Linked DNA regions of Rattus norvegicus: region 2 is linked to region 1. Evidence: chromatin contacts called from public Hi-C data. All regions are on one chromosome and are shown on one strand. The core of a region is the stretch at or near the end of the contact, and the rest is flanking DNA. Distances in the headings are between cores, read along the strand shown.

Region 1 (3,855 bases), core at 173-2,672:
TAAACCATGTTTGAAAATGTACATTTATAAAACAAAACTTTAGAAACCCTAAAGTTCGGGAGCAAACTTGGGTTATATGAAGTTGAAGGCACTAAATTTAGAGTTTAGAAATCTAAGCACTGGATGCTCTCCGAGGTTTTAGTTTTCATCCAACTTCCAAAGATTTAGAGCTGTCTACTCAAGGAGATTCAAGGACCGTTCACAATGAAACTGTCAAACAGGTAAGACAACGAAATAGACCAGTTTTTCTTCTAAAAGCAAAAGTGGCGCGAGAGGAGAGCGCTTGCAATACAGTATAAAAAACAAAGCCAGCCCAGGGCCTCTGGGAATTGGCCCCAGACAATAGGAGCAACGGTAGAGACAGGTCAGGGGTTGGGTCATTGGGGGTGGAGTCACAAGAGTCCCAGAAAAACCGGGACAAACGGCGATAGTTGTTCCACCAAGCAAGAAGGAATAGAATAGATAGCGGATCCTGGCTCGGGGCGGGGGGTGTCTATTAACAGCGCAAAAGCTTTCAAGGCTTTTAAAAAGCTGCGGCAATGCTAGTCCTTTCATTCTTCAGAGTTGGATGCGCAGGGAATCCTAGAGTCAGGTGCAGGTCGGGCTACCTTTGGGATCCGTGGCGCGTCCGCGGGAGAACCGGTGGAGGTGACTTACCTTGAGGAGGCAGCTGTTGAGAGGAGCGGGTACCGAGGTGCGGTGGATCACCAGGTCCTGGCCTGGGTTGTGCACATCGCAGATAAGCTCTAGCACGGCGATGCTGCGGGCCGTGGACACAGACACACGGTGGTCCTCAGACCAGGAGAGCGGCTCCAACCCGCTCACAGCGTACTGCAGCTTCACGGCAGGCTCCCGCCGAGTCACCATGAGGCGAAACGAGGCGCTGGGCCCCGGGGCCGCGTCGGCAGCCGCCTCCTTCCCGCCCCCTTCGTCCTTCTCCTCTGCGGGCGACGAAGGTTCGTCGGCCTTGGGCCCCACCCGGGCTTGGTCCGCCTCGCTCATCTTACTCCGGGCGAGGAGGTCGAGTTACCGGGCACACCGAGCGCTCGCCACCGTCGCTCGGCCGCTCCCAGAGCCCTCCGCGGCCGTTCGATCCCCGCAGGTCCCGAGCGCCACTGAGCCAGAAAGGACCCCGTCGTTGCTAGGCAACGCCACCCTGCTAGGTGGCCGCAGAACTGCCTGTCTGGAAAGTGCGCTCCGGGAGAGCTGACCCGCGGCGCGCCTGCGGACAAGCGGAGAAGGTGGGAGCTTCAGCGAGTCACTTTTCCTAGAGACTGGGTGCTAGGCCCGACTAAGAGCCCACGGGAGAGTGAGTTTCCGTGGGTGACTGAAATACTGCGAAGACCAGCGTGGTGGCTGAGGGAGTTCCCGCTGGGTGGGCGGCGCGCGGCCTCTTCCGGTTTCGGAGGAGTTCGGGGCCTCTTGTCTCCGGCCGGTGCCTGCAGCCTTGGCTCCCGGACCCGGAAGGGGCGGCGGCGGACGGGCAACAGCTGCGAAGAATCTTACTCTCCACGTGCTGCTCGGGCCTCCTGCTCGGTCTGTGGCTCTGAGCTCGGACTTTGGCTACAGCCTGAAGCTCTCTCCGACCGGCCTCCCAGGACGTGCTTCGGACGCACCCACACCAAGATGAGGCGGGTGAGTACAAACCCAACCCGGGAGCTGCAGCACTGATCAGGATTGGGTTCTTCAAGGTGTCTAGAGGGACTGGCGGACAGCTCTCGGAAACACGTGGATGAACCGCGAACCCCACCTTGGGGGCAAGAGACCGGCGGGCTCCAGAGAACTTAGTTAGACAGGTTATGATCGGAGGCTGTAGTAACTAGTCAAGTTCCTGAGACTAAATGGGAGGACTAGTCAGCGTAAGGATTGGAGGCTGGGTGTATGCAAGCTGGGAAATAATGCCTGAGACATGAGCTTTGACAGGTCTTAACTGCCGGGAGCCACGTCTTCTGCTGGCAAGAAGGGTCAAATCTGTTAGGAATGGAGACCGGACTCATTTCTTTGAAGAACTTTTTAAACTGGAGGTTTTCATCCACGTGTCAGGAAAAAAATATACAGTCATTATAATCCGTTCCCTAGAGAGGAGAAAAGTAACTCCTACAGCAAAAAGATGGTTTTAGGGTAGCTGGTTTGTCTTCTTGACAGTCTAGGAAGATGTGATAGGCTTTACCCCCTCACTCAAAAAATAATAATCTAATGCCAGTGAAACTGAAATGCAAATTGCCAGCCAGTTTCAGGTCAACCAGTGTTGTTAACCTCCATTGACTAACACCCACTGCCTAGTTTCACCTTGGTAGAAGGAAGGAGGGACCTTATTAAGGGTCCTTGGATGGTTAGAAGTAAGGAGTCTTCAGCAAGCCGGCCATTGGGATAGCTGAATCTATGTGGGAGGAAAAATACAGATAATCTTCAGAATAGTGGAGGAGGGGGCATAAGATTTATAGTAGAGTAGACCTGGGCTATTGTAGATGTCAGTTTTGGAACACAGTAGTAGCTATTAGAGATGGAACACGGTACCCTGTATGACTTTGGGGGAGTTAGTCTCTCCTCTCCATAAATAGGAACACTAATTTGTTTCTTAGAATATTGTTAGGAGGCTCCAATGGGATAATACCAGCAATGACTGCATATTGTCAGGTCCTTAGAGGCAGTTGCTACTTTGCCAGTCATAGAAATAAAAGCAGCTTTGCTTGTTTCCATTTGAGGAAGTATGTGGCTGCCTTAGGTCAGCAGCATTGGATATGCCCAGCCCTGGAGAAGGAACTTGTACCTTGCTCACCTAGTATACAAGGCTTTTGAGTTCCATCCTCAATTATACAAAAAGAAAAAGAAGAAAAGAAAGAAATCCAAAATTTTATTGAGTGAACGGATTATCTGTTGTTTCAAAGGTGATTAAGAGGGTGTGGTGGCACATGCCTTTAATCCCAGCACCGAGGAGAGGTACAGGCCTTTGGGTCTCTGAGTTTGAGACCATAATGAGTTCCTGGACAACTAGGGCCACATAGTGAGGACTTCTCTAGAAGAAGAGGAGGAGGAGGAAAAAGAAAAAAGAAGAAGAAAGAAGAGACAGAAAGAAGTGGTGGTGGTGGTGGTGGTGGTAGTGGAGGAGGGTGATAGAGGCCAGTGAGATGGCTCAGTGGGTGAAGGGGCTTGTTGCTGAGCCTGATGTCCTGAGTTTAATCCCTAGGATTCATGTAAAGGGGGAAAGAGAACTCACAGTAGTTGGGTGACCTTCACATGCTGACTGACATATGTACTCACACACAAACCAATAGATACTGTAGGTACCCATCGAAGCCTTGATGTCTGTGCTTTGGTTTATATATCCAAGTGGGAGTGGAAGATGTACTGAGCAGATTTGCTTAAGCAAAAAACTTAACAAGGGAACTGGGGTGGATAGCTAATAGACTAGATTTGGAAGACCCTTCACAGCTTAAATTGGATTGCTCTGTCTTAATACTATGCAAAAATTTTTTTCTTAAGGATGTTTTCTGATTATTAAAGTATACAGTTTCATTTAAGAAAAATCAGAAGATACAACCCTACCTATAGTCAACATTCCCAGAAATAACTTCAGCATTTTGATATATAGCCTTTAAAGAAACATAACTATGTGATTTTTTTTTTTCTAGCCAGATAGGCTATAGTTAATCAGGCATCTCAGCCTTATCTTCATGAAAGAGCATGGTGCATTTTGGGAATTTAAGAAAGATTGGCAAAGGGTAAAGGCTGAGAGATCTGGAAGTTTCCTAGATCTCCCCGGAGATTTTTCAGGGTTAGCCTAGCAGTAGTGAAGAACCTGCTTCAATTCAGCACTTGTTTTGTTTATGATGTGATCTTACTCTAGCCTGGTGC
Region 2 (3,577 bases), core at 542-3,041, 210 kb after region 1:
AAAAAAGAAAGGAAAAGAAAAGAAAAGAAAAGAAAAAAAAAAAGATCATTCCTAAACTCTCTTCCAGAAACAAGGATGGAATTCCTCCTGAAGGCTGTCAAGTTAGCGCCACCTACAGGCCAAATGCTGTCATTCATTACAGCCAGGGAGAAAGCAAAGGGGAAGAGGGGCGGTATTCACATGTTGTATTGACACGCATTGTAGTTTATACATCTACGTACAAATGCTAAACATATAGTGAGAAATATATAACACATGTGTGTGCTAGACATATATACAAGTGAATGCAGATATACATATATATGTGTCACCTGGTATGAACGTTACCCAAGAATTCACTGTGGAAGTGACTCTATAATGCCCTTCCTCTCATATTTAAGTGGGAAGGAGCTGCACACTAGTGACACCTGCTTAAAGCGATGTTGGACTAGATGCACCAGGTCAGGAGGATAACAGCGGGGACGGGGAATGCACTCTCAGAGGGGAGGGGTAAGGGAGGAACTCTTGGAGGGAGGACAGAGGTGAGGGGAGGGCAGCATTTGGGATGTAGATAGATAGATAGATAGATAGATAGATAGATAGATAGATAGATAGATAGATAGAAGTAATGTTGGAAAATTATTAGTACTGCCATTGATAGGCGGTACTTGATTTTCTCCTTGGCCTAAGGCAATGAATTCCAACTGTCTGTCCCAGGTCCCTGCTGAGATTAGTAATCGAAGAAGTAAGCAAGACCTATTCCACTGTAGAGACAACTCAGAGGGCCAGTGCTAAGAATGCTGCTGCACGGGTTCACTGTATCTAGATTCTATCCTCCGAGGAGCTTTAATTAGCCCAGAAAGTTCTAATTATATAAGTCTGCCTATAGTCAGAGAAACCATCAGCGCGCCCATCCCTCTCCGGAACCTGGGAAACCGAGCTCATTTTTAGAAGCATACTGCCCTCTAGCGGCACAATATAAATTTGCTCCACTAAACTTCAACTTTACTTTTTCTGTCTCCCCGCGCGTAAAGAGTCCACCGCCACGTGTAGTTTTCAGGCAGGCAGGAAAACAAACAAAGGTGCGGGGAACTGGCACTGAAAGGGAAAGTGATCCGTCTATAAACGCTGCTCCCACGCGAGTGCCAGCCCTGTCTCCTAGAGGGGTTTGGATCCCACATCCCGACACACTTAGGGTGGTGATGTGATGCTTCCGCGAGAGTCCCAGAGCACCTGCTGCATTGTAGACCAGAGGTGCTGGGGAAGGTGGGTCTTGGGTGGCAAGGGCAAGGATGGGTACCTGAGATCTATCACCCTGCGGGTAGATCGAGCCCCGTAGATATTGCTCTATCCATAGTCTTTCCAAGTCGTGGGGAAAGACCCCACTAACGTGTGCCACTTGAGACACAGAGGTTCCTGAGGTTCAGGGACCGGCTACGACTGCAGAGAGTCCAGGCCTGTTCCACCCCAGAGCAAGTTTCCAACACTGCGCCCAAACCCTGGGCCCTGAGGACAGGGGGTTCAGCAGCCGGAAACCATCGGCGGCGTCGGTGCCCGCGGAGGGGACGATCGCGCCCGGGCGCTCACCTTGACAATGAGCGGGTTCTGAAACATGGAGTCACGCACGACCCCCAGCCTTTCGTTCTCCATGCCCGGGCGGATGTCGACCACCGTCAGCGGCCGTCGGGGCGGCGGGCAGATCTGGCTGACCGTGCGGTGCACGGGCTGCTTCTTCTTCTTCCATCGCGAGAGGTCTTTCCGGGGTTTCCCCGGGTCAGGCATCCTGGGGGTCTCCGGGATCAGACCCTGGCTGCAAAGTCCACAGAGTTCTGCGCTGTCTGAGGACCCCAGCCCCGAGCGTGCGCGCGCTCCGGGCTGCACCACGGGGACCCTGGGGTGTACCCCGTGGCAAAGCAGACTCCGGAGCAGAGCGCGCCCACCTGCGGAGCCTCCGTCGAACGCTTAAACCCCGCCAGTTCTTCGGAGAGATTTGGGCACCTCGCTGCAGATTGAGACAGGGAAGAGTGTCTAGACTACCCCTTTCAGAGAAATGGAATGTCCCGTCTCCTTGGCGACAGGACGCCAACAGCTCAGGAGCTTCCGGTTTTCTTTCCAGAAATTCTTAGCAACCACAGAGACCTTTTAGACTTGTCTCGAGTCCATATGGAAAAACCCAAGAATCGAATCTAGGTTGTGTTAAAAGAAAAGAGGTTTATCCTTGGCTTACACCCTCCCTCTAACTACCCCACTCTAGTCACAGTTCCTTCCCCCTCTCCCTCTCCCTCTGTGATAAAACACCAGGACAAGGAACAACTAGAGAAGGAAGAGTTTATTCCTGCTTATGGTTCTAAAGGGATACGGGTCCCCTGTGGCAGGCTGGTATGGTGGCTAGAAAAGGTTTCTGAGACCTCACATCCTGAACTCCCCAATCATGCAGGAGGGAGGGAGGGAGAGGGAGAGAACACTGGAAATAGCAGGAGACTTTGAAACCCCAGTGACCTACTCCAGGAAGGCCATACCTCTAGACCTCTCCAAACATCTCCACCAACTGGAAAACAACTGTTTAAATAGATGACACCATTCTCATTCAAGGCGAACCACTGTAGACCCTGAAGATTTCAACCTGTATCGAAGGCATTTTCTCTTGGGGCATTTTAAAAACCATTTAACAATTTCATGCGTAAGCATGACGAGCTGTGTTCATACCATCTCCTTATTCCTCTCCCCAGTTGCTGAACCCTTCTGGTCAGCAAGTCCCTCTTCCACTCTCAGGTATCATTTTGTGCCCCACTGAATTCAGTTAAGGCTGCTGACCTAAGCATAGGAGAGGGTGACTTACACTAGGACATAAAGTCCTCCTTGCCCCCCAACAACCATTAACTGTCAAGGGCACTTTGGGATATGACCAGGTCCTCACCATGGCTACTGATTAGGAGAGGGTTGTCACTGTGCAGCCCTCACTGGCCTGGAACTCAGAGATCCATTTGCCTCCGATGCCTGAGGGCTGGATTAAAGATGTGTAATAAAGGGGTTGGGGATTTAGCTCAGTGGTAGAGCATTTGCCTAGCAAGTGCAAGGCCCTGGGTTCGGTCCCCAGCTCCAGAAGAAAAAAAAAAGATGTGTAATGAAGCTTTGCAAGTCCACAGCTCTGTTATAAAGACTCTTTACAGATTTATGTGTATGAGTATATTTGTCAGCACATGTGTTAATGCATCTATGTCTGCCTGATGCCTGCGGAAGTCAGAAGAGGATTCTGGATGCTCTGGAACCAGAGCAATGGATGTTTGTGAGCCTCGGTATAGTGCTGGGTCCTCTGCAAGGCAAACAAGTGTTCTTAACCAATAAGCTCTCCTCCAGCTCCACGCTCATGGATTGTAACATGGTGCAGTAATGATGTCTATTATGCAGTCCATATGAAAAAATAAGAATTCTTTTTGGAGGCTCAATGGTTAAGAGTACTGCCTGCTCTTCCAGAGGACCTGGTTTCAATGCCCAGCACCCACATGGCAGCTCACAACAACTGCCTGTGACTCTAATTCCAGGGGATCTGACACCTTCACAGACACGTGCAGGCAAAATGCCAATGCACATAAAATTA

What was found. A called contact is a pair of places that touch in the nucleus more often than the background predicts.
Region 2: a Hi-C map of kidney shows a contact between it and region 1, with 2.9 times the contacts expected there. The contact joins the promoter of Cfap77 here to the promoter of Ddx31 in region 1. A contact is called at or near these places in 8 of 12 Hi-C or Micro-C datasets (the A7r5 cell line, Schwann cells, frontal cortex and 4 more).

Annotation. Positions count from the first base shown.
Region 1 is chr3:32,569,574-32,573,428 of GRCr8, forward strand. It overlaps Ddx31 (DEAD-box helicase 31), which reads left to right and starts at 1,423. Exons shown (of 20, transcript NM_001107824.2): 1 at 1,423-1,635. The coding sequence starts at 1,627. It overlaps Gtf3c4 (general transcription factor IIIC subunit 4), which reads right to left and starts at 1,116. Exons shown (of 5, transcript NM_001109473.1): 1 at 658-1,116. The coding sequence starts at 1,002.
Region 2 is chr3:32,777,470-32,781,046 of GRCr8, forward strand. It overlaps Cfap77 (cilia and flagella associated protein 77), which reads right to left and starts at 1,792. Exons shown (of 6, transcript NM_001127563.1): 1 at 1,567-1,792. The coding sequence starts at 1,761.